Regions from separate parts of the Mus musculus genome. Here all the other regions are linked to region 1. Evidence: chromatin contacts called from public Micro-C and promoter capture Hi-C data. All regions are on one chromosome and are shown on one strand. The core of a region is the stretch at or near the end of the contact, and the rest is flanking DNA. Distances in the headings are between cores, read along the strand shown. Region 1 holds the start of Rab6b (RAB6B, member RAS oncogene family). Region 2 has its middle 40 kb from the start of Gm31434. Region 3 holds the start of 1300017J02Rik (RIKEN cDNA 1300017J02 gene).

The links. Hi-C and Micro-C count contacts between places; a contact is called where the count stands out from the background. Capture Hi-C pulls out chosen DNA fragments and counts their contacts.
Region 2: a contact with region 1 is called in a Micro-C map of embryonic stem cells, with 1.9 times the contacts expected there. The contact joins the enhancer-like site here to the promoter of Rab6b in region 1. A contact is called at or near these places in 5 of 39 promoter capture datasets (the 3T3-L1 cell line, 3T3-L1-derived adipocytes, embryonic stem cells and 2 more), 1 of 484 Hi-C or Micro-C datasets (embryonic stem cells), 1 of 115 datasets of contacts at active chromatin or transcription factors (embryonic stem cells) and 1 of 9 other capture datasets (embryonic stem cells).
Region 3: a promoter capture Hi-C map of pancreatic islet shows a contact between it and region 1. The contact joins the promoter of 1300017J02Rik here to the promoter of Rab6b in region 1. A contact is called at or near these places in 7 of 39 promoter capture datasets (the C10 cell line, cranial neural crest, embryonic stem cells and 4 more), 8 of 484 Hi-C or Micro-C datasets (cerebellar granule neurons, embryonic fibroblasts, embryonic stem cells and 2 more), 9 of 115 datasets of contacts at active chromatin or transcription factors (the 230-238 cell line, bone marrow-derived macrophages, embryonic basal ganglia and 6 more) and 3 of 9 other capture datasets (adipose tissue, liver and pancreatic islet).

The regions. Positions count from the first base shown.
Region 1 is chr9:103,110,388-103,115,144 of GRCm38.p6, forward strand. Rab6b (RAB6B, member RAS oncogene family) reads left to right here and starts at 1,687. Exons shown (of 8, transcript NM_173781.4): 1 at 1,687-1,839. The coding sequence starts at 1,770. Gm46128 (a long non-coding RNA gene) reads right to left here and starts at 2,880. Exons shown (of 2, transcript XR_001779270.2): 1 at 2,139-2,880. It overlaps Gm51658 (a long non-coding RNA gene), which reads right to left. Exons shown (of 3, transcript XR_003948080.1): 3 at 4,351-4,757.
Region 2 is chr9:102,959,566-102,964,533 of GRCm38.p6, forward strand. No RefSeq gene overlaps it. Among named protein-coding and RNA genes, the nearest start is that of Gm31434, 40 kb to the right of the region's middle. Within about 2 kb of position 1,991, at least 28 of the 459 cell types and tissues checked have an H3K27ac peak or open chromatin away from gene starts, as enhancers often do. A contact at or near this core is called in embryonic stem cells and stem cell-derived epiblast-like cells, where this site is marked.
Region 3 is chr9:103,285,012-103,290,076 of GRCm38.p6, forward strand. It overlaps 1300017J02Rik (RIKEN cDNA 1300017J02 gene), which reads right to left and starts at 3,286. Exons shown (of 17, transcript NM_027918.2): 1 at 3,170-3,286. The coding sequence starts at 3,212.

The DNA of each region.
Region 1 (4,757 bases), core at 437-2,936:
CTATCCTGCAAGGCATATGGCCTGTGGACAGTGGGTCGGACACACCTGCCAAAACTTTCCTCAGCCCATGCTGGATCCCGAGACAGCAACACACTCGGGGCAAAAGTAGGGTGGAGTCTGAGTTATCTTAGTCTGGTGCCCAATCTGGCATGCTTATATGCTCAGAGGGATGACCTCCGACTCCAGGGACTTCAAACCGAAGAAGACCACAAGAATAGAACAGTTACTCTGATTTGAGAGTAGTTTTAGAGGTTAATTCGAGCATTCAGCAACTGTTTCCTAAACTCTAGGTGAAGTGGAACCTCAGCTGCTTCCATGGAGTTTCCTGTGAGGGCTCAATGTGCGGTGGGAGACTCTAGTGGGTACATTCGGGGTAAATTCATAAGTGTCCCCTGGGAAATCCGTAGGCACGGGTGTGTGTGTGTGTGTGTGTGTGTGTGTGCATTTCACTCCTGGCTTGCTTTGTGTAACATACACTACACATTCCAAACAGTCCCAAACAAACATTCCCTGAATGGCCAGAGAAGGTCAAGACCAGCAAGTGGCTGGAGAGGAAGAGGGGAGGGGCTTTGTAAAGCCTCAATTAACCCGATGCCTTAGAGTGTACTGCTTGGGGACTGCGTTTAACCTTAGTCTGGCGTCTACTCCTTGCTCTCACGCTACTGTGTGTGCCCTGCAAACTTAGAGGTCGCTCTCTTATACTCTTGTAGCTCATTACCCGAATAAACCTAACTAGCAGGGCGCAGGAGTGTGGTTGGGCTGACGGTCTCAGGATCAAAAGAGGCAGGGCATTGTCTTTGGGTTAGTGGAGCTGTCTTCTACCAGGCAGGTTAGGTTTCAAACCCTAGTAGGCATATCCTGTAAGGGTGTCTTCTCTCTCACTGGCCAGCTCCTCTGGGGACAACCACAGATCCCCTCCGCATGAAGAGTCTGAGCCTAGCTAGATAGGAGGTAAGCTAGAGGCCAGCAGGGGCCACCGAGGAGCCATACCCCAGGTCTGAGCCAGGTATCCGCACATCTTCCTACTCACCACCACACCACACACTGACCCTTTCCTATGTTCCCGCCCTGTCTGACCATCTATCTGGGTCTGAGACGGAAGAAGGGAACCGCATTTAGGTGTCAAAGACCAGAAACAAATGTCCTCTTGACCAAGTCCTGTCTTTTTTTTTTCCCCCTAGGTGGGTGGGTGAGACAGAAGCAGCAGGGCAGAGCAAGACGCTCCAAAGAGGGCACCTCTCTTAGGCTCAAGAGGAGGTGGCTCTCCGGAGCCGGCTGCCCGGGTGGGGGCTGGATGGCGCACGCCCCCCAAGCCCCGCAAACCCACGGGCTCCGCATGACATCAGAGGCTTGGGAGCGCGCAGAGCGCAGGCGCGGGCGGAGCAGGCGGGCGGGAGGGGGCGCGTGGCGCTGCTCGGAGAGCGCTCCTCCGCCCAGCTCGGTCCCTGCGCCCCGCTCCGCCCGTGCCTCGCTGCCCGCGCCGAGCTTCGGGCGTCCACAGCGCGCCCGTCGCCCGTGCAGCCAACGCCACCCAGGGCTGCGCCGCGCACCCCGCCTCCTCCCTTTCCGCCGTCGCCGCCGTCGGACACGCAGCCGCAGGCCGGGGCCCGGCCGCAGCTGGGGAGTCAGGGGCGCGCGCAGCCAGCCCTTCCCCCTCCGGCTCCCGCACCGCTCGCCGCCTCCCCTCGCCCTCCTCCTCTCCCCTCCCTGCTCCTTCACCGCTTCCTCCTCCTCCTCCTCCTCCTCGCCCGGCCCCAGCTGCCAGCACCATGTCCGCAGGGGGAGATTTTGGGAACCCGCTGCGAAAATTCAAGTTGGTTTTCCTAGGGGAGCAGAGCGGTGAGTACTCGGCTTATTCTCTCGGCTCGGAGCCGAGTCTTTTCCCCACGCCGCCCATTCAGCCACCCCACTAGGGACCCTCCCAGCCCTGGCTCGCCAAGGCCCTTCCACGCCCCGGTAGAGGAGAGGGATGCAGATGGGGAGATGGGGCTGGCTCGGGTGGGGCCGGGCTGGGGAGGACCAAGGGGGAAAGGAAGAAGGTGGTTCTGGGGGTCAAGGGATGAGGGTGAGTGTGAGATCTGGGTACGGGTACCCGGTGCAGGTGCGTCCGGGAGGACCGAGGGCGGCGGCTGGCTCACCCGCTCTAGGCGCCGGGCTCGCGGGCTCGCTGACTAGCTCGCACTGCGGCACAGGCTGCGGAGCACTGTGCAGGTGTCTGGGTGCCGGCGAGGGTGTGGGCGAAGGGACAGGAGCCTCTCTTGGGAGAACGAGGTGGGGCTGGGAGCTGGTTGCCCCCACCCCAAGGTTGCGCCCGAGGGGCTCCCTGCGGACCCTGCCTGGAATCTAGGGAAAGGACGCGTCCAGCTCTGGAGCAGATTGCTGCTGGGAAATGGGGAACACGACACCTGTCCCTTTTCGAAAAGAGTGGGTGCAAGTGGTAGGGTAACTGGGCACTTAGCTTCTCTGGCTTACATCCGACTGGGCAGAAGGTTCTAGACTCACTGTCCTTCACTAATGTGTTAGCCTCTTTGGGGCTTAGGGGTGTGGATCGTGAGAGTGAAGATTCTTCCCATAGCAGGTGACTTGGGGGATGGTACAGAGGCGTCTCATATCTGTGAGCTTGGCACTGGGCAGAGAAAGGCCTAGGCGACACGCCCTGCCTGGCTTCCCTGCCCCCTCTAGAGAGCATCAGTGGAGCCGGTGGATTCTCCCACCCCCCATCTCCCAGCTCACCGCCCTTCTTGGGGGAGGGGAGGTCACCGTGGCAGCCAGCCAGAGCCTAAGGAGGGGGAGAGTAAGGGTTTCTTTGCTGCCCAGGAGTCTCCCCTCCCAAGTATCTGACACCCAGGTTGGTCCAAGGTGGGAAGCTCAGACAGAAGAGCAGCGACCCCTCTGATACCTGTGGGAAGGAGTACCTCCTTGAGAGCCTCGGTCCAGGAGTCACATAACCAGGGGGTTACAGACATAAGCTGGGCTTCTGAGCATTTCTGCTGGAAGAGAGGGGGATCCCGGGGGGGGGGGGGGCGGGATTCCCAGCTCTAGCTCTGTAAACCAGTTCTGTTAGCTGGTTTGGAGGCCAAGAGGAGGAAGGCCGTGGGAGGACCTGGTGGGCCCAGGCACCGTGCAGCTATGACGTGTGCGTGTGGGCTGTGGAGGTCACATGGCCACCTCCTGTCTGCTGATGCTCAGTACCTGAGCTGGAGGGTTGGGAGCCGGGTGGAAGTCGGGGTTGCCTGTCCCGGAGAGCTGGGTTTGGGACATTTCACATCGTACCCAGCTCAGCTAGGTAGCCAGCTGGATCTGATTCCCTGTGCTTTGTAGATCCCAAGTGTCACAAAGGACACCTCCGTTCCTTGCTGTGTGGAAAGGATTTTGGGAGCACCTCAGCCCTAGGAGGGAGCCTGCAGGTGCACAGCAGCCTTGGGGGGTGGGGGGGGCTCTCAACTGTGTTGTCATTTGCCTGATTCCAGGCCTCCTGGACACTCAGTTTCTGTCTCTGAGTAGTGGGTAGCTGGAAGCAGCCCTTATGCCTCATGTTTCCCCCAGTGCCTGGACTATGCTGGAGTTCAAAGAATATTTGTTAATTCTAAATCTGAACACAGTTCCATAAAGAATCATATGTGGTGAGTTTGAATGAAACTCTGGGCTCCCTTAGCAACTGCTGATGGGTGGAACACACACACACACACACACACACACACACACGCCACCCCCAGTGAGAGTTCTGCCAACCCCTCCAGGTCTGGAGTCACAGAAGTGAGAGACAGCCTTTCCTCACATGCTCATGTGGAGAGAGAGTGGGGAGGTCTTGCCCAGAGACCCACTGTGAGTTGTGAACACTTTGGGAGCAGGAACCCCCACTTCCATTTTCCCGTCTGCCATTTTTAACTAGAGTGTCATTGGGAAATAAGATGACCTTCAATGCGGAAAGCCAAGTCTGGAACCTCTTTGAGAGGATTTATGGGCTCAGTTAGTTGGTTGTGGCCTGGTGGAATGCTTGGCTAATTGGTTAGGGGCAGGATTCATAGGCCCTTGGAACATAATCCATCATTGTGTTATTAGTGAGTTGTTTACCGCGGGTGTACAGAGCTTGTGGTGTCTGTGAGTCTCAGAAGTTATGTGTATTCCGGAGCCTAGTAGGCCGTGGCTGTAACCCCTTCCATCTTACCTCCTGACAGTTTGCATGCCAGCATCCTCTGCAGCCTGTGCTGTGGAGGGCGGCTCCTGACATCTGGTCCAAACCCTACCCAAGCTCTCCCTTCCTGTGTGATCACGGAGACCCCTCACGTTCCATACCAGGGCACTTGAGCCAACTGGAATCCGAGGCCTAAGCTTCCCTATAGAGGCCAGCTAATGGAGATGGGGGAGGGAGGCGATAAAAGAGGTTGAAAGGACACAACCTTCTCCTGATCTCTATTCCTGACATTGTGGTAGCATCCCTCTAGGCTTGTGGACAGAGACAGCTGGATTCTAAAGAGGGGTACCAGGCTTGGAGCAGGCTAAGGTAGGAGATACCCTGGAACAGATAATCATAGGTAGGCATGAGGCCTTCAAAGGTACCGAGGAACTGGTTCAGGTAGGAAGCCTTTGAGTGCCTGCTCTCCGGAACGCGCCTCTCGCCTGTGGACTGTAGTCTGACTGGCAGTGCCTGTGTCACATGGAGTAGGATCCTGGCCAGGTGCTGTGGACTTAGGGTGAGGTGTTTCCTTGCGTCAGGTAGGTCATGCAATGCTGCTGGCCTTCAGGTCGCTGTGTGG
Region 2 (4,968 bases), core at 741-3,240, 150 kb before region 1:
GAGCCCAGAGGAGATCCTCCATCCTGGCTACGTGCTGCAATAGCCAGAAAATTTTTATAACTCATCAGTGCCTGGGCCACACCCCAGACACCTAGAGCGGGCCAGAAATCTTGACAGGCTAAAAAGTCTTCCTTGCACCACTGACTGTGTGTGGCAAGCCACCCAGGTTGAGGGTCCCTTGCTACGCGGTGCAGTCTCTGCTGTCCCCATCCTGTCCTCCTGAGTAAGCTTGCTCATTGTAAGGGCTCAGAACTCAGCATAAGGACAGAGTGGACCACTGATATCTGCTCTCGATGACTAGGTCATCCAGGGCACTGAGGCACCTCTGAGAGCTTTGCTCTGAGAGATTTTCTCATCCCTGGAAGCTGAGGAATTTTGGTACTTTGGACCACTTTCCTTAGAAATCTGACTCTATAGCTCCCAGAGGTTGGCCAAAGGTAGCTAATTTTGTAGCTATGGAGCCAAGGGCCAATAGAGTGGGGCACTTCCAGGAAGGCTCCCAAGGCAAGCCTTTCTGGCTCCTATTGATTCAACCTCTGCCATCCCAGCTTCCCAGGCAGGCCTGATACTGCAGTTGGGTCCAGGAACTAAGAGATAACAGGTAACACACTTAGAAATGACAGGCATCGGAGTGGCCTGACTGCTATGTGCAGGATGCAGAGTTGATGGGGAGGCCAGCAGGAGACACAGTGTGTGCATTTGCAGGTGACACAGTGTGCCATTTGGATAGAAGTGCTCTTGCTTTTTTGACTTCCAGGTTTATGGATCCAAACCCGAGGCTATATCCCCACTCCACCATAAAGAGTCTGTGAGTCTAGAAGGTCAGAGAAACACTGGGACTCCTCTTTGGGATCTGAGTGCCTCTGGGCGAGATACACCCAGGGTGGGTGGACCCACAGGAGATTTTCCTAGGGACTTGGTGTCCCTGGCACCCTGTCCATCGTGACTGGGCTGCCACAGTAGCAAGGGATCAGTTGAGAGTCAGGGAAAGGGGACACTAGGCCTCTGGAGGCGGTGCTCTGCCACCCCTTACACGCAGAGACCTTCATCTGGGGATGGGGTTCTTATTGGAGGGCTTCTCCTCTCTAGTGGCAGACTGGAAGGTCACAGGTAGGCACCCAGAAGGCTCATTTCCTTTCTTCTTACCCGGATGGACCTCTGTATAAACTGACAGCATGACCACTCCAGGTAGGCTTTTATTGCAGAAGAGAGAGAGAGAGAGAGAGAGAAGAGAGAGAGAGAGAGAGAGAGAGAGAGAGAGAGAGAGAGAGTATTTAGTCTAGGCTACTCCCCACAGTTACCTGGCAACAGCCAGGTGTGCCTGACTCACTATAAAAGAGGCTGCTCTCCCTCACCTCTCTCTCTTGCTCTTCTGCCCTTGTCCCCTAACCTTCCTCCCCCTCTCTCCCCATTTCTCCCCCCTCTCTCTCCACATGCTCATGACTGGCCTCTTCTCTCAACTCCCCTCCCTATGCCCTGAATAAACTCTATTCTATACTATACTGTCATGTGTGTGGCTGGTCCCTCAGGGGGAAGGGATGCCTCAGCAGGGGCCCACAGAGGCACCCCTTCCCCCACACCTTACCTCACCTCCACCAAACACATTCCGTCTCTCTTTAGTTTTAAAAGACACAACAGAGAGAAGGAGTGGGAGAGTAGAATAGCTATAGTCATCTGTAAGAGTCCAGAGCAGAAAATAGCAGGGGAGAGAGAATAGAGAAGACATGATGAAAGGAGTAGGGGACAGCACAGAGAGGAGAGGGAGGGAGAGGAGAAAGAGGAGGGGGGAGGGACAGAGAAGGGAGAGAGGAAGAGGGGGGAGGAGGGAGGGAGAGAGGGTAGGGGTAGGAGGGAGAGAACATAGTGGGGGTGGGGGTGGGGGGACAAACTGCCAGGTTAAGTTGAGAATGAGTAGCTGTGGGGGAAGGGAAGCCCAGGAGCTGGAGGAAGTGAAAAGACCGGGAAGCCAGCGTTACCTTTGAAAGGGGTGACAGATACTAGCAACAAGGAGCAGACCTGGAGGCCAGCTTGTGCTTTGGTATGCTAATAGGCACCACAGGTAGCCGTTGGTCCCTTCTGCCACTGGTAAGGGAAATGGCTCCTTTTGGTAGAGGGAAACTAGGTTCACCGGTCCCTGAGAAATACTGGCTTTTATCTAGTCACGGGAAATTCTCCTGTGGTCCAGGCTGAGCCCATTTCTGGCTATTTGGACCGCCTTTTGGGAGTTCGGGGAGTTGGAGTCTCCTCTGGCTCTAACAACTTGCTTGTGCAGCCTGCCCAATTTCCTGGGTATGAGTGTGGATCCTGAGGAAGAATTTACAACCCTGTTACCAGGAAGAGCTAGAAACTTTGAAACTCTGACAGGGACTTCCTGTAAGCCATGGGGCTCCTAGGGTCAGCCTTCTAGAGCCTAGAGTCCAAGAACCCTCTCTCAGGCCTGAGCGGTAGATGGGGCTTCATTAAGATTGTGCTCAGTTAGAGGTCCTTCAAGTATGGCTTGTAGGTCTGTGTCTCAGATACTCAGCCAGGGTTTTCAGGGTCTGATAATTTTTTTGTTTTGAAATGGGAGAGGCCCTAGCCCAGGCCTGTGTTGAACTCCTGAGCTCAAATGATTCTCTAGACTCAGCCTTTGGAGTAGCTAAGACTGCAGGGGTGTGTCATCTCACCCTTGTTCTCTAAATGAGTGAGCTGGGAGGGGCTGAGTCCCTCTCCGAGCTGCCCCTGGCGCACACCATGTCTGAGTGCCGGCTGACCATACACATGTCAGCTTCTAGACTCCTCCTGTCACCTTGCAAAGGCCAAGATAATTTGGAGGTCACACGGGCCAGGCCTCCTGTGATGGGCGACTTTCCTCTCTGCCCCCTCCGTTCCACGTGTAGCTCCTCACTCTCCCAGCCACAGCCATAGCCAGCCAAGGATTGCAAGAGCCTGGTGGTAAATTCCAACCCAGCTACCCTCCTCATCAGGTCGGAAGTTTACAGGATCTGTCCCCTTGCCTTCCCAGATAGGTGTGCCAAAAGCTTATAACCTGGAGATCCCAAGGAAGGAATTCGAGGCGGGAAGGGAGGACCAATGAGAAGAGCCCCAGCCCTTTGGTGCAGGAAGACTGGGACCAATGAGAAGAGCCCCAGCCCTTTGGTGCAGGAAGACTGGGACCAATGAGAAGAGCCCCAGCCCTTTGGTGCAGGAAGACTGGGACCAATGAGAAGAGCCCCAGCCCTTTGGTGCAGGAAGACTGGGACCAATGAGAAGAGCCCCAGCCCTTTGGTGCAGGAAGCCTGGGACTGTTCTTCATGAGCAGTTTTAGAGCATCAACAGACACCGTCCCCATTCTGCACCGCGTCACATGCTTATGGCTACGGGGAGGGTGCTATGGAGGTCAAGAAGGGAGGACCAGAGGCGGGCGCAAGGATGAGGAGGCTGTCCCTGACACCCCCTCCATCAGAAGGGTTCTGGCGTGCAGCTCATTGACATTTAAAACATCTGATGTCTTCTGCTGGGTTGACAGTAATGGTAGTTTTACCCTCTCTTTATACTAATAATTTCCAGAAAGTAAATTTAAAACAGGCCGTCGGCTTAGGTATAGACGCAGGGCAAAGTGTTCCCAAGTGTGGTTTAAGGAAAGAGGTGGCCTCAGCCTTTGCAGAGTGGACTTCCCTTCTCAGACAGACGAGAGCTTTAATTCTGCTCAACACATTATTGCCATTTAAAAATTTTTCTTCAAGGTTTTTTTTTTTTTAATCTGAGAAGGAATAATTATTTTGCCTAAAACCACCACTTTCTACCATGTAAAAAGTCTAACATGAATGGTGAAATCCGTCTGCAGTGTGCCATGAGCAGCTTTAATAATAACCATCTGCCCAGCCTTGTTCATCTCCAGCTCTCTCCCTCGCCTCTGGTCATTGGATTACCGGAAGGCCAGCTCTAGACTTGAGGGCTTTCATCTGTGAATACTTAGTGCTCTAAGAAATAGGGCTTTCTCTTCAAAACCAGACGTGCAAGCTAATGCAGCAGCCTAGAGAGTTAACTGTGGCTCCTGAGTGTCATCAGGTTCCCCCCAGTGATTAAACTCCCCCTGCTGCCTCCTTACGGGCACGTGTGGCTGTGCAGCTGTGTGTACCCCAAGAGCAAGAGAAGAGCATCAATAGTTCTGCGCTATTCCTCTCAGCCACACCCCCTTGAGATAAGTTCTCTCACTGAACTCAGAACTCCACTGAGAGTCAATGAGCCTCCGTGTCCGTAAGATCTTCCTGTGCCTGTCCTCTACCAAGCTGGTTACTGGTTAATAGGTGTCCACACCGGTGTTTTCCTCTGGGTTCCAGGTTCTAAACTCAGGTTCTCACACTTGGACACCAGATGTTCTTATCCATTGAGTCACATTTATCCAGGTCCTACTTGTGTTAGAATGGCGGCTTGTCCGGACAGATCACACCAGGCCAGCACAGTTCCACAGGGAAAAGGTTTATTGGAGGGGGAAGAGGACGAAGGTGGGCAGCGAAGAAGAAAGAGAGAGAGAGAAAGTCAGGGGGCTCTGCCTTTTATTTGGGCTGCGATGAAACTGCTCACACAATTGTGCACAGGTGAGGACAGGCAGGTGAATGGAAGACGGTTGCCATGGCAACAGATGCAAGTCCCTGTTGTCTATGGGTGACATCATTGTATTTGAAAGTTTTCTTCTGATGCCAACACTACTAATGGGTTTTCATAGATGATTTGTTGAAACAAAGTTTGGACATCGATTGTGCTTGGTTAACACGCCTCTTAAGCTTCCTTGAGACAACCATTTTTCTTGTAATATATTTGTTTTTTTAAAAAATCATATGCCCTGCAGAATCTTTCATATCTTGACATTGTTGATTGTACCGTCCTGGTGCCTTTCATGTATTCCTCTGGTCTCTCTTCCTGACAACAGTAGTTAGATTTGGAGGTTTCATCAGACCCATGGTAAATTCTCTGTAAGAAGTCGTT
Region 3 (5,065 bases), core at 2,036-4,535, 180 kb after region 1:
CCCAATTCTTTCCTCCAACAGGCCTCTGTATTGTTGGTGGGAAGGAGGGAGTGGCTACTTGTGTTACTGACAATTTTTCCCCCCAGAAATTCCAGGTTCACTTTGGTTTGAGTATTGCACACTTGCATCCAAATTAATAACTTATTTAATTCCACTTCTTGCTTAATAATTACAATCTAATGCGGGGGTGGCGTGGTGAGAAGGAGGAGAGAAAGGAAGAGGAGGAGAAGGAGATGGAAGAAGAAGAGGAAAAGAAGAAGGGGAAGAGGAAGAGGGAAAAAAAAGAAGGAGAAGTCAGTAGTCCAGGTCGTGGAGATGGCAGAGGGTAAGGGTGCTTGTTGCCCAACCTGATGACCTGAGTTTGACCCCAGACCCCATAAGATGTAAGGAGAAAACCAACTCCAAAAGTCTTCTCCTGCAGAGCACATACACACAGACAGAGCACACAATAAAGACATAAATGGAAAACACAGAGAAGCCAAACCTACAGGGATGTGTGCTTACACTCCAGATGTGTGAGCCTAGGAGGCAGGGTGTTTGCAGGGGTGAGGTGGGGGTGGCCGAGAAAGGAGGAGGGGCAATTTGAAAAAGTTAAAAATGTTCTTTATCTCGATTATGGAGGGGGGTCACGTTAGCCGAACTGTATATATCCTTTAAATGAGTGTAGTTTATCGTATGCAAACAATGTGTCAATATTCTGGGGGAACACTGCTGAGCCACTTCAAGTCTCAGAACAAAGCGGCTTTGGCCTCAAAGCAGGCTGGGCTCAGAGCAAGTCACTACTGCCTGTGAACGGGACTACTGCTCTATGACAAAGACTTCATCATAACACGCCCTAGCTAAAAATGATAGATGGATGTCACGTTAGGACTGGTAGGTTTTACTGAGCCATTTCTAAGTCACAGCAAGATCATCCTAACCTCAAGGTCAACCTGTTGATAACCATAAGCCTCAACTGCCGCCATTGCTGGAGGACTGCCTACATAGAAACACACACATACACAGACACACAGACACACACAGACACACACACAGACACACACACACACTCAAGCAAGTACACATGGAGGACTGCCTACATAGAAACACACACAATACACAGACACACAGACACACACAGACACACACACACTCAAGCAAGTACACATGGAGGACTGCCTACATAGAAACACACACAATACACAGACACACAGACACACACACACACACACTCAAGCAAGTACACATGGAGGACTGCCTACATAGAAACACACACATACACACACACAGACACATACACACACACACACACACACACACACACACACACACACACACACACACACACTCAAGCAAGCACACATGCACCCCTCCCCAGTTCTTACAAAGTTTCTGTTTAAACTGTTTCTACTGCCTACTGGTTGTGCCACAGTGTAGCTAATTCTCTACTACTGCTTCCTTCTGTCTTTGGTGAATTCATTCCCTGCCTGAGCATCACAGCTCTGTCACCACTGTCCTGGCTTGGCAAATAGAAATATTTTAAAAAGAGGACGTGTACAGACAAGCTAAGGGTGGGTGGAGTCTGATAACATCAACAAGGTCATCAATAGCATGCCCCCACTAGCCTCCTGACAGACACAGGAAGAGGTCTGAGCACGCTCTGACCTTTTCAGGAGGAAGAGAAAGGCTGCTGGTGGCCTCCAGTCACTCACTGAATGGAGAAAGTTCCTGGACCCCAGAAGAAACCGTTGGCTTGGCTCTTGACTTTTGCAAGTTTTTAGGATATGTAACCCTCAGTTACGTGTTTCCTATTTAAGCTGCTTTGGCTGGGGTTTTTTGTTGTTGTTGGTAGTGGTGGTTTGGGGTTTTGTTTTGTTTTTTGTCATTTGACACCACAAGTATTCTTATTGGACTGGAACACTGAGTTTTGAGGAATGAAGGTTCCAGACTCCGGCCTGGTCTGGTAGCCCGGAGAAAGGTCGTGAAGAAACGAAGCCCGGAGGGGCCTTTAGTCTCTGACATGTAAACATGAAGCCTGTTGGGAAAATGAACTTCTGGTCTGTGTCTGACATTGCTGGCAATGGTGGCGGAACGCTATTTAGCAGAACACTGGCTCAGTTCAGGGGAATTCTGAAAGAGATCAGGCAGCTGCATTCTGAGAGCGAATGACCCTCTGGGTGGCTACAGATGGCACTGCTGGGCAGAAGAGGCAGACATATACTGTGCACCATTGCCGGGCTCTGGCCACCCTAGGTATTATTTACCACGGTCTCAGATCAGACAAAGCTAAAGGGAGGAGGATCCAACCGTGGTTGAGACAGGAAGAGCTCTTCACAGTGCATGAGTTCTTCCCTGGAGCCTGTTCTCCCTACCCACGAAAGGGCTTCTTGTATTTGTGAGCGTAGAACTCTGCCTGCCTCTGGCTGTGTTAGCTCATTTCTCCAGCAACTGTGTGTTTGTTGGGTAAACATAACTTTTTTTAAAAAAAAGTTAACATTGTGTGGAAGCCACATGGGGGTCAGAGGACAGATTTCTTTTCTTTTTTTTTTTTTTTTTTGGTTTTTTTAAATTTTTATTTTATGTGCTATACTTATTATTACTACAGAGGACAGATTTCAAGAGTGGATTTCCTCTTCTACCATTTGGTCCTGGAGGTCATATGTCGTCAATCACAACATCAGCCCCTTTACCTACCAAAGCAGTGAAACAAGTTGTGGGGTTTTTTTGTTTGTTTATTTGTTTTGTTTTGTTTTTTTTATTTTCCTCTCCTATCTCTCATATATTGCTGCAATTTCCCCTCCTTCCTCTGAGTCCCTCTTCACATCCCCTGTCACCAACTACGTCTCCATTTTCCTTCAGAAAAGGGCAGGCCTCCCAGGGATATCAACCAAACGCGACATAACAAGTTACAAAAAGACTAGGCACCTCCCTGGTATTAAGGAGGATGTGGCAGGAAAAGGGTCCCAAAAGCAAGCAAAAGAGTCAGCGACAATCCACTATGACCGCCTCAGTGAGGGCAAAGGACAGCCGGGGGACTGCGTGGCAGGTGAATTCCAGTCCAAAGTGATTACTCTTCTCTAGGCTCATAGTCTATCCAACCACATTTGATCCCTGAAGTGTATGGTCAGCAAATGACACCTGGTCCCCTCCCCAGAGGGCCGGCCCCCTGCCTGGCTCTCAGCACACTCACCTAGGGTCCCCAAGCATAGAAGGGCGCAGATGAGCAGCCTCATTTTCAACTGTGGAACTGCGTTCTGCTTGCTCTCCCCCAGCCTAGGTGCACTTTACCCAGAAGGCAGTGTTGACTGATGAATCTGCCTACTGGGAAAGGTTCTTCAGCCCCAGTCCGGGCTGGTCGCCACTGCCACACCCTCCATGCCTTCCTTATCTGGCCAAGCAGATACTCAGGCGGCTAGGGACACTATTTTTTCTCTCTCTGTCCCCGGTTCGGTCCCTGGGTGGAAACGGTGCTTCTCCGGGAAAGCCGGCGCGCACATGCATAAGACCTTAACACAATTTTCTTTTGGAAATTCTCACTTCTCACTAAGGACTCTAAGTTGACTAAGCTGAGGTCCTCCCGCTGTCCTGCGACCCCAGTGGAGCTATCTCTTCTGTGACACAGCCCATAGTTTCTCCTCTATCTCCCCACCCCCACCCCCACCCCCACTCCACACCACACGCACCAGTGTTGCTTGTCCCAGCTGTGTAAGGCCTGGCTCAGGCACAGATCTGACATGCAGAGTTTCTCGCTCACCCGGCTGCAGCCCTGTCCGAAAGGCTGTGCGACCTCTGCCTAGAAAAAGTCTGGTAATTTTAAATAAAACTCGAAGAACTTCTAATTAAAATATAGTAGTAGGTGTACAACAAACCCTGCTAGCACAGTGTAATAATTATCACTAAGAGGACTCCGGTAGAGCCAGTCCACATCCAGGAGGCCGAATCCCTGCAGAGCTTCTCCCACATAGGTGGCCCCTACATGGAACAGAAACGGAAGTCTGCTAACTTCAGGACTCCACAGAGATGAAAACTTACAGCGCAGAGCCTGGCTTCTCTCACCCAAGTTTAAATTGGTATGATTTATCTATGCAGAGGTGTGTGGTTGCCCACCAGCTATCAGTGTGGCCTATTGTTTCATATCATGTGAATGAAGAATATTTCATCTCTCACCCTGATTGACAATTGTAGTACCGATTCCATCCTTACAGACAGTGCCGCTAGGAACAGAAATTTCATTTCATTTTATATACATTACTAGGATCTAAAACTAAATAAAAAAAAGCAGGGCCTGGTATGGAAGTACAGGCCTGAAACCCCAGCATTTGGGAAGTGGGGACAGTGGGATTAGGAGTTCGAGGTTTCAACTACGTGCCCTATTGGAGACTTCCCTAGGCTAGAGACCTTGTCTCGAAAACCAAGCATGTAGGGCTGGAGAGATGGCTCAGCGGTTAAGAGCAAGTGCTGCTCTTCCAGAGGACCAGAGTTCAATTCTGGCACCCATGTTGGACGGCTCACAACTAACTACCTGTAACTCCAGCGACAGGGGGACCTGACACCCCTGGACTCCAGCTACAGGTCATCTGGCTTCTGTGGGGGCTCACACTCCTTTGTATATACAAAAAGCAAAAACAAAACTTAAAGAAAGAAATAGAAGACACAATCAGGAAAACGGCACAATTTTTGCACATTGAACTTGAGCACAGTGTCTTTCTTGAGTTATTTTGTTAAATCTGTTTCTTTCCAGTGTTCTGTTTGTGTTCTTACATCTTTTGTTGAATAATGCCAGTTTTTCTTCCCTTTCTTTCTGATTTTTAGCATCCCTCCTTATCCCAGGTTTGGCTTACTATAAACAGTTAGTTTGGGAATAGTCTAGTGCATGCCTTTGAGTGCAAATAGACAGGCATCTCTGCAGCAGACTTTTCTAGGAGAACAACTGTTTGGTCCAGAAGTAGGTGGAGGCCTGGTTTCATAGATCCTGGAAACTCTTAGGACCCAGTCAAGAAGCTCTGAAAAGGGTTATTACAGAAAGAAATGTGTACTGTCTTCTGGTTTTAGGTGTTATTGGCAATACTAAGGTTCTCTCTTTCTA